Regions from separate parts of the Mus musculus genome. Here region 1 is linked to region 2. A link is a contact called in public Hi-C data. All regions are on one chromosome and are shown on one strand. Each heading gives the region's core, a stretch centred on a gene start, on an enhancer-like site or on the middle of the called end of the contact. The rest is flanking DNA. Distances are from core to core; before and after follow the strand shown.

What was found. Hi-C and Micro-C count contacts between places; a contact is called where the count stands out from the background.
Region 1: a contact with region 2 is called in a Hi-C map of rod photoreceptor, with 4 times the contacts expected there. The contact joins the enhancer-like site here to the promoter of Pla2g1b in region 2. A contact is called at or near these places in 1 of 15 datasets of contacts at CTCF or cohesin (embryonic stem cells), 8 of 484 Hi-C or Micro-C datasets (CD8 T cells, the HL-1 cell line, cortical neurons and 5 more), 3 of 115 datasets of contacts at active chromatin or transcription factors (embryonic limb bud and embryonic stem cells) and 3 of 9 other capture datasets (adipose tissue, liver and pancreatic islet).

Annotation. Positions count from the first base shown.
Region 1 is chr5:115,533,239-115,540,927 of GRCm38.p6, forward strand. All of the region lies in intron 1 of Pxn (paxillin), which reads left to right. Among named protein-coding and RNA genes, the nearest start is that of Rplp0, 22 kb to the right of the region's middle. Within about 2 kb of position 1,848, at least 187 of the 459 cell types and tissues checked have an H3K27ac peak or open chromatin away from gene starts, as enhancers often do. A contact at or near this core is called in CD8 T cells, the HL-1 cell line, adipose tissue and 2 more, where this site is marked.
Region 2 is chr5:115,464,082-115,471,599 of GRCm38.p6, forward strand. It overlaps Pla2g1b (phospholipase A2, group IB, pancreas), which reads left to right and starts at 2,061. Exons shown (of 4, transcript NM_011107.2): 1 at 2,061-2,239; 2 at 6,701-6,860. The coding sequence starts at 2,206.

The DNA of each region.
Region 1 (7,689 bases), core at 598-3,097, 69 kb after region 2:
GCATGGTGCCAGAGGAAGCCAGAAGAGGGACTCAGGTCCCTTGGGATTGATGCTCACATGGGTGCTGGGAACTGAACCCGGGTCCTCTGCAAAAGCAGGGCACACTCTTAACTACTGAGCCATGTCTACAACCCTTAAAAAAAATGTAAAACAAAACAGTATATAAGTCTACTGGGCGTGGTGGTTCATGCTTGTAATCCCAGCGATTGAGGACGCTGAGTCCGTACTGAAAGTTGACGGCAGCCTGAGGAATACAGTGAACTGTCTCAAGATGGAAGCCAAATCAAATCATCACATACACGGGAGGTGCGCATGGGCCATATGCGCACCACACCATTCCGAGCGCGGAGGACTTGCAAGCCAGGACTATATTGTGTCTCCGGTCTGTCTCCATCACACATTAACTCCAGCCCTTCAGTGAGAGGCCAGAAAGGGTGGAAGGAAGTTCCTATACCGAGAGCCCGAGTCTGGGGAGGGGTGAGGGGGAAGTGTGGACCCACACAAAAGAGGTAGGCACCCAAAGTGAAGCATGGAGCCCAGCCGAGCCAAGGCTCAGAGCCAACCTGATCTGTGTAAGGAGCCATAGCTTCAAAATAAAAAGTGTGTGTGTGTGTGTGTGTGTGCATGTGAGTGTGTGTGTAGTTCAGGAAGTTCAAACCATTTTGTCTACTGGAAGTAGGCTTAGCAGAACCCAGGGAGGTGACGGAGACTGAGAAGGGACCGAGCCTGGTTTCTGATGCTAGACCGTATTGTTGGCTGCAGATGATAAAAAAGAAAGTGTGACTGTGACAGGGAGAGGCCCAGCGGGGACAGTTATACGTGGGAACCAGAGGAGGGGGGTAGCCAGGTGAACAGAAGCAGGCGGCTTGGCCAGTGGGGAAGCCTTTTGGGCTGCGTTCGCCAGTCAGCATCTGACGAGTAAAGAAAGAGCAGAGAAACTGGTGTCTCTGCGTCCATAAACGCGGTGGACAGATCACAGCTCATCCCAGAAACAGGCAAACTTTTGAACTTTTTGTTCAGGTCTCTGTGGGGCCAGAGATGACTCAGAGTGGAGCCCCTCCTAACCTCTGTTGGTGATTAGCAGGGGGAGCCGCCCGCCCGCCTGTAGACTCATGTGCTTGGAAGAGCCCAGATTGCAGGAAGGGCCTGGAGCCGAGCTGGAACAGACCAGGGACATTTCCAGAACAGGAATCCCCTGGGCGCCAGTCTGCAGCGCACACCTTTGATCCGGGAGGCAGAGGCTGGCGGATCTGAGTTGAGGTCAGACAGCCTGGTCTGCAGAGTGAGAGCAAGCACCAGGGCTACACAGAGAAACCATGGCGGTGTGGGGTGGGGAGATGGAGCCTATGGGTTAGTTGAAGAGGTCGCTAAGATCTGACCCAAGAAGTGTGTCCCCGGCGGCGTGCCGGGGCGGTGGGGGAGGGGCTCTCAGGATGAGTTCTTAATGCTGCTGCTCCCTCACCTGGGGGTGTGGCTGGATCTGGCTCCGGGCACATACAGACCCGGGGTTGGAGACCAAGACAGCTGCAGTCTGGGGTGTGTGGTGTGGTGTGTGTGTGTGTGTATACCTACCTGCTTCATAGGGGCCCTGGTAAAGTTGGATCTCAGAGTGACCTCACAGAAGCCCTGCAGCCTATATTTTCTTATGTCTCCTCTCACCTGTGCCTCGTGCCCTTGGCTGCCTGCACACTCTAGGTTTCGGGGTTGCATGAGCCTCTGGCAGGCAGGGCTCAGCCAAGAACCGGAAATCAGCCTCTGGCACACGGGAGCTGGGAAGAGACAGCTGTACCCGGTGACGGCCCCTGTCTGCTGATGGCTGGAAACCTCTAGACCTTTCCCCCTGGTTTCCTGTTTGTCACCTAGCCCACACTTCCTTCAGGGCAGCTCCTGGTTGAGCAAGGCTTGAGTCAGCTAGGGAAGCTGGGCGGGTGAGTCTTCACAGCCTGCAGGCATGGCTGTTAAATAGTCAGATGGCACCACCAAGGCTCTCCTGCCCCTTGGGGAGAATAGCTCCCGTCCCGGGTTCAGATCATAGCAGTGCCTTGGAGTGAGGCAAAGTCTTGAAGAGCTCAGTTGCTATATAAATCTCATCTAATCCTGTTTCCTCCTTGGAGCCTGCTCAGCAATGGGGGCAGCTCAAGACCTAGTCCATGTTCCTTGCTAGGACCCTGGCCAGGCAGCCCAGTTCCTCCTGTACGCTGATTGCCCCCGTCCTTTCCTGTCTTTCTCTCTCAGCAGGACAGAGTAAGGTATCCATCTCTAAGAGATTAATTCTCCAAGAGGGGACAGTTGTTGAGGGTACAGAGCCCAGTTTGTGAGGGAAACTCCCTCTAGAAGGTTGAATTCCTACAGAGTGTTGAGGCCTTAGGTCCCTAGGCATGGTAGGGGCAGAGATCTGGCTTAACTGTATTGGCTGGCCACAGCCACCTTCCCCGAGGATAGACAGTTACCAGGATAAATATACCCGGCTTTCCATTCCTGGGGAGTTACTCACTGAGTCGAAGCACCCCACTGTGGGTTAGGTTACCTCTGCTCTAACTGCTCTCGGGCTCTGGCGGCTTGAGGGGACAGGGACTGGGCAGAAGCCATGGGAGGGGGAGGGGCGGGTCTGCCTCTTGTTCCTTCCTCTTTCCAAATGGAGAAGTCTCACCCAAGGGGTGGGAGGTGAACCATCCCCAGCTCCTCCAGCTGTTTACATAGCTCCTCCCTTGGTCAGGCTGAGCCCACCCAGTGTGTACATCCCTCTGTCTGAGCAGCTGTAAGGGCCCTTAGGCTACTACCTGGGCTACCCGGGTGACCAGCGGGGGACTGAAACCCCTTTTTGGGCACAAAAGGGTAGACAAGCTGTTTAAGCATCCCCTGGATCCGGACGGCAGGTACTTATGAGCTTATCAGCTCTCTGCTTCACCATGGAGCTGTGGACAGTGGGCCCTGGTGTGGTAAGGGCCCAGGCAGGGCAGCCCATAGCTGGGAAAGGATGAGAAAGGTGGCTCAGAGCTTGCAGTAGTTCTAGCCGTGGGTTCAGAAATAGCGATCTGATGGTGAGGTCAGGTTTCTTCAGAGGAACAGAACGTATCCAGTGGATATATGAACACTCACATATTCAATATATATGATATATAAGTATACTTATATATTTATACTTATTAGAGTGACTAACAGATGTAGACCTGCTAGTCCACCAATGGCTCTCCACCATCAAAAGGTCTAAGAATCCAGAAGTTGCTTAGTCCACAAGGTTGGCCCTCTCAGCTGGTCTTAGGTATACACCAGTGTGGCGGTCCCTGCCAACCCTAGGCAGGCAGAGAAACTGTCCTAACTGTTCTATAGCTTAAGGGCCCAGGGGAGAATCTGGTGTGGTCTAGGTCATGGGAGAGGCCACCAAATTACAAAGTACACGCACGTGACATCTCTCCTAGGGATGGGCTTGATTGACTGAGAAACCGTGTTCAAGATAAAGGTCTAGGGAGGAAGAGTCTGGGATAGGCATAATGGTCTAGGGGCCTGGGGTATGTGCTGGCCCCACAGATCACCAGGATATTAACCACACCCACTCTCAGCCTTCTGGGTGGAAGACAGGTACACATCCCTTCCCTTAAAGAGACAAACCTGTGTGCTTGTCATCCCTGGTTTCCCTGATTCTTATCTGTGAGCACAAGGGCCTTGTGTCCTCTACACACCAGAATCCCCAAGAAGTAGGCTCTAAGGAATGGACTTGCCAGAGGGAGAGGGAGAGGGAGAGGGAGAGAGAGAGAGAGAGAGAGAGAGAGAGAGAGAGAGAGAGAGAGAGAGAGAGAAAGAGAAAACGAACTTCCTTCTTCCATGTCCTTTATGTCCTTTATGTAGGCTGTGAGCAGATGGTTCAGTCCGGGTTCAGGGTGGATCTTCCCAACCCAGATCAGAATGAGGGACTGGAGAGATGGCTCAGTGGCTAAGAGCACTTCCAGAGCCCACTAGTTCAAAATTTTAAAAACAAACAAACAAAAGTCCAGATTAAAACTGGGTTTCAGGCTGGAGAGATGGCTCAGTGGTTAAGAGCACCGACTGCTCTTCCGAAGGTCCAGAGTTCAAATCCCAGCAACCACATGGTGGCTCACAACCATCCGTAATGAGATCTGATACCCTCTTTTGGTGTGTCTGAAGACAGCTACAGTGTACTTAGATATAATAATTAATAAATCTTTAAAAAAAACAACTGGGTTTCACTGGGCATGGTGGTACACGCCTTTAATCCCAGCACTTGGGAGGCAGAGGCAGGTGGATTTCTGAGTTCAAGCCCAGCCTGGTCTATAAAATGAGTTCTAGGACAGCCAGGGCTACACAGAGAAACCTTGTCTCGAAAAACCAAAAAAAAACCAAAAAACCAAACCAAAACCAAAGCACTGGGTTTCCCACTTCAACCACGTAGTTGAGGGAAAATTCCTCACAGGTGTTCCCCTGCCTGGGTTTTAGTTAATTCCAGTCAAGGACAACCAAGAACAACCGGGTCTCCCTCCAAGGCCTTGTTTTGGGTAGAATGATGCCCTGTCTGCCATCCCAGCACTGGGTATGACATTTCTTTGTCCTTAGAGTTGTGGGTCCTCTAGTACAGAGCTCCTGCCTGTTCAGCACCTCCCACATGCTAACTGTGCCGTGATTTGATCCCGGTGCCCAGTAGGCACTTGATGCCCGTTTTCTTGTTTGATCTGAACCCTAAGCTTAAAATGATGACATTCCTGGAAACGTGGGGCAGGCAAGACAGCTGAGGCACAGGCCCCTATCCAGGCAGTTCATCCAGAGAGCAGACAGCCTGTCTGCAAATCCCCAAGTGCAGGCTGTAACATCCAGCCACCTGAGGAATGGCTGGGGCCCCAGCTCCGGCCGCAGAACCTGAACCACCTTGGGTTGGACCTGGAGCTCACCGCTCTTGGCACCTGTCCAGCGCCAGGACTCTGCCTTTTGACAGATTGTATCACATGCCTAAGATGTGGCTGGGGACAGCTAGAACAAAGGGGCACCGCTTGGGAAAGAGCTCTGCATGGGCATAGGGTGGGAAGGCTTCGCCGATTCTCCCCTTGGCTGTCCTTTCAGTGGGGGTTGGGATGGGTGGAAGGGAGTTCCGGGGTGCTTACTATCAAGTCTTGACAGCCCAAGTCCAGTCCCTGGGCGCCATATGGTACAGGGAGGGAACTGACTCCCCGAACGTTGTCTTCTGGCCTCGACATGTGGGTGCCCTTCCTCCTCCAGTAATGGGACAGTCCTGCCATTGAGTGCTGGGCTCCAGTGCAGGTTCCTGGCTTGAAGGTGGTATTGCCTCAAGCTGTAGCCCGAGCAAGGTACAGCTATAAAATGGGGTGCCTGTGCCCTGCATTTGCAGAAGAGATAGTGGAAGCTGACTGAATGTGTCCCTCTGGGTCTGTGGAGCTTGAACTTCATGCTACCCTTAGATTGCACCTCCAGATGTCCCAATTTGCATGCCCAGGGTCTTGGCACTCAGGCTGGTTTCCGTGCCAGCTCTGTGCCGCCGGCTCTAGCTTCTCTGAGACTGAAACTTCCCACTGTGCCTGGGGACTCCCTAGTCTTTCCCTAGCTCAGCAAGAAAATTCTGCGGTTGCACGAGGTTACCCCTGGTAGCAGGAAGGTGATAGACCAACGGCTCCCTCTGGTGGTGAGCAGCGGAAGGCCCGCACGCTTACTCAACAGTACACAGCACTGTGAGTTTTGCCATCCATACCCAGGGCTGCACAGACCTGCCCTCCCGCCCCCCCCCCCCCGTGATTTTTGCTTTCCCCCTCTAGTGGATTCAAGCTTTTGGTTCGGACTTTAGTTGAAATGGTGTCAAGCCTGGACCCAACAATTTAGTGGGGTGATGCTGATGCACTCTGAGGTGCCCCAGCTCTGGGCCCTTTAGTCTGTGAGAAGAAGGACACAGGTGGTGATGGATCTTTGTCTGACCTCTGTATGTACTAAAGGATGGGGCCATTGAGGCGTGAGGTGAAGGAGTTTCTAACACCCCTTGTATATTTAGAGCTAGTGAAAGGTTGTAGCCACGGCTGAAGCCTGGGGAAGCCTGGCAGGTAGGGAGGCTGCTTTGTGAAGCCTCATCCTGGCTGTGTTTACTGAAGCCAGGGGAGGAGTTTGCTGGGTTTTGGGGGCTTTAGCCTTTAACAGCGGCCGATGGGACCGCTAGGCTAGGTGTCTACAGCACAGGACCCAGAGCCTCAGAGGCTGTGTTTAGGTGGCCTCCTGTATTGCTGTACCAACTAGTGAGGGGCCCTGGGGCACGGGGACTACAAGTCTATTCAAGCCACAGGTAAGGACTAAGTTAGGGTACAGAGAGAGGAGGAAACCTTGTCGGAGGCTGTGCTTGGGTAAAGTTCCGCTCTCTCAGGTAGGCAAACGTTTAGAGGAAATTGGGAAATCATTTTTTTTTTTTTTTTTTTTTTTTGGTTTTTGTTTTCTGAGGCAATGTTTCTGTGTGTAGCCCTGCCCTCCTGGATCTTGCTCTGTAGACCAGGCTGATCTTGACCTCAGATCTGCCCGCCTCTGCCTCCCAAGTGCTGGAATTATAGGCGGGTGCCACCAGGCAGGGCTTTGAATGCTCCTTTCTTACTCTGGGGCTCTGGCCCAGACTGTTTTCATGGCTGCATCCGGTTCTACGAAGGAGGGTCTTTCTCTAGATGTCACAGAGTAATTAGGTCTGGTTTGGCAACTGATGCATTTTGGCAACTGTTCGTGGGCCAGCCCTTGTAAATCTCACTGATACTGCAGGGTAAGAGTTATTTACAAGCCGGGCGTGGTGGTGCATGCCTTTAATCCCAGCACTTGGGAGGCAGAGGCAGGGGGATTTCTGAGTTCGAGGCCAGCCTGGTCTACAGAGTGAGTTCCAGGACAGCCAGAGCTGCACAGAGAAACCCTGTCTCGAAAAACCAAAAAAAAAAAAAAAAAAAAAAGAGCTATTCACAGCGAGGGCTGGAGGGTCGGATAGCTCAGCGGGTAACAGCATGTGCTAGGCGAGCCTGACATCCCCAGCTCCCATGTAAACCTGGACAGTGGTTGTATCTGCAGCCCCAGCACTGAAGCTGACATCCGCAGTGAAGCCCCTGTCACAGACAGGAAGCGGGGCATGGGCTCTTGAATGTAGTCCTCTGATCTCCATGCTCACGTGCAAAGTACACACAAATAAATAATCAACAAAGATAAGTATGAAGATTGTTTTTACGTGTATGGGTGTTTTGCCTGCGTGTATGTAAGTGGATTAAATGTATGTGGTGCCTGCAGTCTGAGAGGATGTTGGATTCCCCCTGGCATGAGAGTTACAGGTGGTTGTGAGCCGCCTCGTGGCTGCTGGGAACTGAACCCAGGTCCTCTGCAAGAGCAACCAAGAGGTTTTACTGTGGAGGTGTCTCTCCAACGTGGACACTTGACTGATTAGACTAGGCCTTCCTTAAAGACAGGAGGTCAGTAGTCCTGGAGATGAGCTGGGCCTGAGTTCAGGCCCTGGTGCTTCCATCTGGTATCCACATGGCAGACAGTTCTTCTGTAAGCTCAGAGTGAGCCCTTTTTTCTTGTATTTAAGATTGACTTTTTTTTTAAGATTTAATCATTTATTTCATGTATGTGAGTACACTGTTGCTGTCTTGAGACACACCAGAAGAGGGCATCAGATCCCATGACAGATGGTTGTGAGCCACCATGTGGTTGCTGGGA
Region 2 (7,518 bases), core at 811-3,310:
CTAGAAATTTAAAGAATTTGTTCACCCACAAAATTCGTTCACCCCTTTAATCCCAGCACTTGGGAGGCAGAAGCAGGCAGATTTCTGAATTAGAGGCCAGCCTGGTCTCCTGGTCTACAGAGTGAGTTCCAGGACAGTCAGGGCTATACAGAGAAACCCTGTCTCAAAAAAAAAAAAAAAAAAAAAAAAAAAAAAAAAGTTCCCAAGTTCTAGTCTGTAGGCGTTTACAGACTATACATTAACTGCTAAGTCCTTGACTGTTCCAAGAGTCATTCTGGTCTGATTCCACATCTCCAAAATTTTCTCACAAACCTGCACTGGGAAGCAAAAATATGATGTTTTCAGAGTGGGAAGAAACTAAGATGCGTGGCTTGGAGTTTGACAGACATAAGCATGAACCAACCTTGCCTTGCTTACTCACAGTCTGTGACCTTAGGCAAATTATTTCACCTCTCTGAACGCCTTTCCTCATCTGTAGAGGGCATGGTAGATAGAACCATTCAATGACACCGCCCCCACGCAAACCCAAGCATTCCAGACACAAAGGCAGGAGTCATCTCCACCCTGCCTTCCTCCCCGACTTCTTACGGTGTCTAACAGGATAGTTGCCCCAGGTCCCTTGAAGCTAGGCTAAGGAGCCGTGCGAGGAGGCAGGAGTATCAGAAGCTCAGGGTCAGGCTTCAGGTTAAGATCATACCGCTGTGGCAGAGCACCAAGTTCCATTCCCAGCATTCACGTCGGTGGCTCAGAACCCCTGTAACTGACTCCCTCTTCTGGTCTGTGTGGCGTCTGCACTCTCACATGCACACACAAGGGAGCTAGTGAGATAGATCGCGCTTAAGAGCGCTGGCTGTGCTGAGGTTTTCATCTTTGCCCGTCTATTGTAATGCAAAGTGCGAGCCCCCAATACCTCTGACCCTGCCCCAACTTATTTCTGATTGGTAAATAAAGATGCAGACAGCCAATAGCTGGGCAGAAGAGACATACGTGGGGTTTAGGTGTTTAGGTTTCCCACTCTTGGGGTCAGAGAAGAAGGAGAGGAGAAGAGGAAGGAGAGGCCATCTTTGGTTAGGAAAAAGGGAAAACGTCACCACGTGGGCTGACCAATTGGAGATAAGAGCAGTCCAGATGAAATATAGTAAGTAATAACTCGGGGTTATCGATAGGAAGGTAGATTCTAATAGCCCAGAGGGTAGGCAGCTGCCCAGCAACTATGCTGCTTGAAGCTTATTGTTGTGTGTGTTCCGGAGTCTAAATGGTCTAAGGTGGGGTAGAAACCTTGGGCCTGGGGCTGGCGAGATGGCTCAGCGGGTAAGAGCACCAACTGCACTCCCGAACGAACTGAGTTCGAATCCCAGCAACCACATGGTGGCTCACAACCACCCATAATAAGATCTGATGTTGGTGTCTGAAGACAGCAACAGTGGACTTATTATAATATAATAAATAAATCTTTGGGCCAGAGCAAGCGAGGCCGACCAGAGCGAGCAGAGGTCCTAAAATTCAATTCCCAACAACCACATGAAGGCTCACAACCATCTGTACAGCTACAGTGTACTCATATACATAAAAATAAGTAAATAAATATCTAAAAGAAAGAAAGAAACCTCGGGCTGAGATTTAAAGTAATTTCTACAACAGGCAGTCTGTTCTTTCAGAGGTCTGAGTTCAATTCCCAGCAACTACAAGGTGGCTCATGACTGTCTGTAAAAGGGATCTGATGCCCTCTTCTGGACTACAGGTGTACCTGCGGACAGAGCACTCATACGTAAATGAGTGCATTTTTAAAAATATATTTTTTTTTAAATCTAAAAAAAAAAAAATTTAAGGCTATCCTCAGCTACACAGCAAGATTGAGGCCAGCCTGGGCTAGAAACCTTGTCTCAAAAAAAAAATTAATAAAGTAAAGAGGAGTTCAAAGATGTCCCATGAGTTCCAGGGCAACCTGAGACTTGTCATAATGGGGTTAGGGGGAGTAGTAAAGGATTCCAAGATCTGGAAACCATCCCCTTGGGGAGGAAGTGCCAGGCGCAAATCTGTGGCATTATTTTCTCTTACAGGCAAATCCCTCTGTGTTGTTCCCCCGATAGACCAAGGCCAGCCCAGAGTGGCTAAGAGCAAAGCAAACAGCCTTATCTTGGGAGCGTGGGGCCCCATGTATAAAAGAGGGAAGTCACTGGAGTTCTCCCCTCACTCCTTCTGAAGATGAAACTCCTTCTGCTGGCTGCTCTGCTCACAGGTAGGCCCCTCTGTCGCCTCTCTCTGAGCACCTTACGGTCTCCCTCTTCTCCAATGCCTCCCTCCCACTGGTCACGCTGGAATTGTTTGGCATTCTCCTTAGGGTCTAATAGCCTCTGGGTTGGGGTCTCCTCTTCACCCCAGTGTTCAGGACAGCTGGTGCTTTTCGACCTCTGGGTCTGAACTCAGATGACCCCTTAGAAAATGCTCCCTCATTTGCCTACCCAAGCAAAGGAAGCCCCCTTCTGCCTCTGATGTCTTCTTGCCCTGGCACCACTTTCCTTGGCCTTGCCAGTGCCCTAACAACTTTTCCTTTTCTTTTTCTTTAAAAAAAAATTTTTTTCCCCAAGTAGTACTAATGTCTTTAATCCCAGCTCTCAGAAGGCAGAGGCCAGCAGATCTCTGTAAGTTCGAGGCCAGTCTTGTCTACAAAGCAAGTTTCAGGACAGTCAGAGCTACACAGAGAAACCCTCTCTCTCTATATATAGATATAGATAGGGTTTCTTTGTATAGTCCTGGCTGTCCTGATATATATATATATATATATCATTATGTGTCTGAGCGTTTTGCCTGCACATATGGTATATATTGTGTGAGCAGTGCCTGCAGAGACCAGAAGAAGGGTCAGATCCTGTAGCACTGGAGTTGTAAATAACTATGAGCTGCCTGCCATATGGGTGCTAGAACCAGACCTGAATCCCATGGAAGGAACGAAAGTGTTCATGACTTCTGAGCCATCTCTCCAACCGACCCCCTTATCATCATCACCATCAATAGTAATCATTATTATTTTATTGATATGACCTTGCTATATGGCTCAAGATGTCTCCTCTCCACAGTATAGCCCAGCCTTGGGACCCTCCTCTCTCAGCCTCTGAAGTGTTAGGATTCCATCTGTGCCTGGCTTGAGTCTGCAATTTTTGTTTTATTTTGTTTTGGTTTTCGAGATAGGGTTTCTTTGTATAGTCCTGGCTGTCCTGGAACTCACTTTGTAGACCAGGCTGGCCTCGAACTCAGAAATCCGCCTGCCTCTGCCTCCCAAGTGCTGGGACTAAAGGTGTGCACCGCCACCACGCCCAGCTGATTCATTTACATATTCAGGCACCATCTGCATACAGGCATTACATCCCCAGCTCCGTGAACAGAAACAGATTTGGGCCCTGTGCACGGAGTCACCTGTAGTTGGCACGTAAGTCGTTTCTATTCACCCAGCAATGATTGAGACCTGCAATCAGGCTGTAGACTGAGCCTCAGAGATAAAAGCGTCGTGTGCCTGTTCCAAAAGCACATGTGTTTGCGCACACGCGCACACTCTGTGCGTTAGTTATGACTGTGTCTAGCTTCTGTAAAGCATATGTCTAGCTGTGTCACCTAGGGATACAGCCCCTACTTACTGCCACCACAGGGGTCACCCACATCGTGGGAAAAGCCAGCTGCTCCCTTTCTTTGTCCCTGGGGTCTCCCCACAAATGGTTAGCCAGAATGAGCCCAAAAATAGAGTAAGCAGGGCAGGGTCTTACGCGCCCTTGATCTCCACGCTCAGGAGGCTGAGGCAGGAGGATTTCTAGTTTGATGTCAGCCTTGTTTACATAGGAAGACCCCATTGTGGTGCTCACACTCATCATTCTAGCTCTCCAGAGGCTGAGGCAGAAGGATTGTCATGAATTCAAGGCCAGCCTATTTTTACAATGTTAGCTCCTGTCTCAGAAAGAATGAATAAAGGAGGCCAAGCAAGGTGCTGCTGCGTGCCTTCAATCCCAGCACTAGGGAAACAGAGGCAGGAAACTGTGAATTCAAAACCAGCCTGGTCTACAGAGTGAGTTCATGCCAGCCAGGACAGTATAGTGAGTGAGACCTTGTCTCAAAAAGATAAAAAAGAGAATGGAAGAAAGATGAAAAGATGGAACTGGACAACGTGTGAGACGATAAGGCAGCATGGTGACTGAGGAGATGGGACCCCGAAAGTCCCTTGTTCTCTGTGCTCTTTATGCAGCAGGACTCTGTGCAAGCGGCTGACGGCCTCTGCTCCACGAGCTGCTCTGCAAAGCCTGTGCTTTGGGCAAGCGCAGTCATGGCACAGGTTTGCTCATTCATTCAACAGAATTTTGTGGAGTGTCTACTAGGTACCAGGCACATACTTCACTCACTGACTTTATTCATGGCTTATCTAGAGTCACATGCACACACACACAAACACAAATACACTCACTGCATAGACACAAACACAGATATACCACACACACAAAACACACACCACACACAAATATGCACAAACAACACACAACACAATACACACACATATACACACAAAGAGACACACACACCACACACGCAAGCAGATATACACCACACATATACAGACATACACAAACACACACAAACAACACATAACACAATACACACACATACACCACACACACAGGCACACACATACCATACACAAATACATATCACACACACATACACCACAACGTGTGTTAAGCACAGTGATAGGCTTTAAGGAGAATGAAAGCCAGGAGACCTGCTCTTGAGAACCTCCTGTCCTACCGACTGAGTGGGAACACATTAGCTAGGATGCCTTAGCACCCACAGAAAAATCCAGGCACAGCAGCGACACCCCTACAATTCCATGACTTCAGAGATGGAGACAGGTGGAAGCTCTCCGGGGCTTGCTGCTTAGCCACCATAGCCAAGCCCCCAGCTCTCAGCCACCATAGCCAAGTGGCAAGCCCCGGGCTCACTGAGAGACTCGGTGTCAAGAATAAGAGAGTGAGTTAAGATTCCAGATGTTGACCTCTGCCCTCCACCTACATATGCACACATACACACACATATGTCAGTCCAAACACAAACCGAAGTACTATGAAGCAAAAAAACATGGGACAGTAGAGACACTGCTTGGATGTGTGGACCGGAAGATCCTCTTTAATGGGGAAGCATCGAGGCCAAGATCTCTCTAGCCATTCAGGAGGCTGAAGCAGGAGGATTGAGAATTTAAGACTTGGACTATAGGGGCTGGTGAGATGGCTCAGTGGGTAAGAGCACCCGACTGCTCTTCCGAAGGTCCAGAGTTCAAATCCCAGCAACCACATGGTGGCTCACAACCATCTGTAATGAGATCTGACTCCCTCTTCTGGAGTGTCTGAAGACAGCTACAGTGTACTTACATATAATAAATAAATCTTTAATAAAAAAAAAAAAAAAAAAAAAGACTTGGACTATAAACCGGGCGTGATGGAGCACGCCTTTAATCCCAGCTCTCGGGAGGCAGAGGCAGGTGAATTTCTGAGTTCGAGGCCAGCCTGGTCTACAAAGTGAGTTCCAGGACAGCCAGGGCTACACAGAGAAACCCTGTCTCAAAAAAACCAAAAAAAAAAAAAAAAAAAAAAAAGACTTGGACTATAGGTAGACTCAAAAAAAGAAAGAGGGGGAGAGAGAGAGAGAGAGAGAGAGAGAGAGAGAGAGAGAGAGAGAGAGAGAGAGGATTAAATAAATAGTAACATTTCAGTCAGTCCAGGAACTCTCAGAAAGTGACTCAGAGAGTGGCAAGCCTATTTGTGCTTCCGGCCACTTGTCCATTGGTGACCTGGGCAGGAGTGGCAGTGGAGAGAAAGAAGAGATGAAGTGGAGTCCCAGACCCATGGAAGGGAGAAGCCTCAGGCTGAGGTGCAGGGCCGACACTGGGGCTGAGGGAAATCCAGGATGTTTGTGCATTTATGAACACAGCCCTGAAGGGCACAGCGAGACAAACTCAGAACTGGTCCACACTGGCCTGCGCTGACCCAGCTTCGGCTCAGACCTACTTACTTACTGATTGCCCTCCTGTTGGCTGTTCCTGCGTGTGGGAGGCACTGAGCACCACACCATTCTTTCATCCTTGCCTCCATCTTCCTCCTCCTCCAACTTCTTTTCCTGAGGCAGGGTAACACGTAGCCCAGGCTCCCCATTCAACAACAACAAAAAGAAGTTCAAATTGAAGTTATCTTCTTACAAGGCAAGTTTAAGGCTTTCCCAGGTTATGTGAGACCCTGTTTCAATCAAGCAAGCACAAAGTCCTGGCTTCCATCTGCAAACTTCTTATTTTTTTTAAGATTTGTTTATTATTACCAGGCAGTGGCACATGCCTTTAATCCCAGCACTTGGGAGGCAGAGGCAGGTGGATTTCTGAGTTCAAGCCCAGCCCGGTCCAGTGGTGCTCGTTTATAGTCCTAGCACAAGGGGAGGATGAGGCAGGAGGGTTGCTGCTGAGTTGGAGGCTAGACACCTTCCTGCTCAGGTTCGACTTAGCTCCAAGATCTAAATAATGAAAAGAGACAATCATCCGCACATTAGTAGGCTTCTGGGAACCGATGCTCTCCCGAGGCAGCAACTGATAGGAAGCGAGAAAGAAGATAACAGGCAGGCTTCGGACCCCGGGTAAAGCAGTTCGGAGTGGATTTGAATGTGCTGTACACTCTTGCAGCAGGCGCTGCTGCACACAGCATCAGCCCTCGGGCTGTGTGGCAGTTCCGCAATATGATCAAGTGCACCATCCCCGGGAGTGATCCCCTGAAGGATTACAACAACTATGGCTGCTACTGTGGCTTGGGCGGCTGGGGCACCCCAGTGGACGACTTAGACAGGTGAGTGGTCTATCCCATGGGAGACTGGAGCGTGGGCACGGGGGTGGGGCCAGAGAACCGGCCAATCACATCTCGTCTCGAGAGGCAGGAAGGGGAGGCATGCACAGTCCCTGAGCGTCGTGTGTATTCTTTTTGTTTAGTTATTCATTATTTACATTTGTTTGTTTGTTTGTTTGTTTGTTTTCCAGTCAGGGTTTCTCTGTGTAGCCTAACTCTGGCTGTGAACTCAGATATCCTCCAGCTTCTGCCTCCTGAGTGCTGAAATTAAAGGCATGCATCACAATGCTCAGCATATATTTTCACCTCTTGTTATGTAAAGAAAGAGGTCCTAGAGGACCCATTAATCTAGTGGTCTCCGAAAGTGGAAAGTGGAAATGTAAAGTGCGCGATGCTACCGTCTAGTGGCAGAGCAGGGTACTGCCAACCATCCACATGTCAGCCTTGGCTTTAAAAAAGTCATCGCAACTTCATAACTTGTAATTTCACTGTATTCCTGCAGCTTTGAAAAAAAAAAAAAGGAGGAGACAGAGGCAGGCGGATTTCTGAGTTCGAGGCCAGCCTGGTCTACAGAATGAGTTCTAGGACAGCCAGAACTATACAGAGAAACCCTGTCTTGAAAACAAAAAACAAAAAAACAAAACAAAAAAGTCATTTTTTG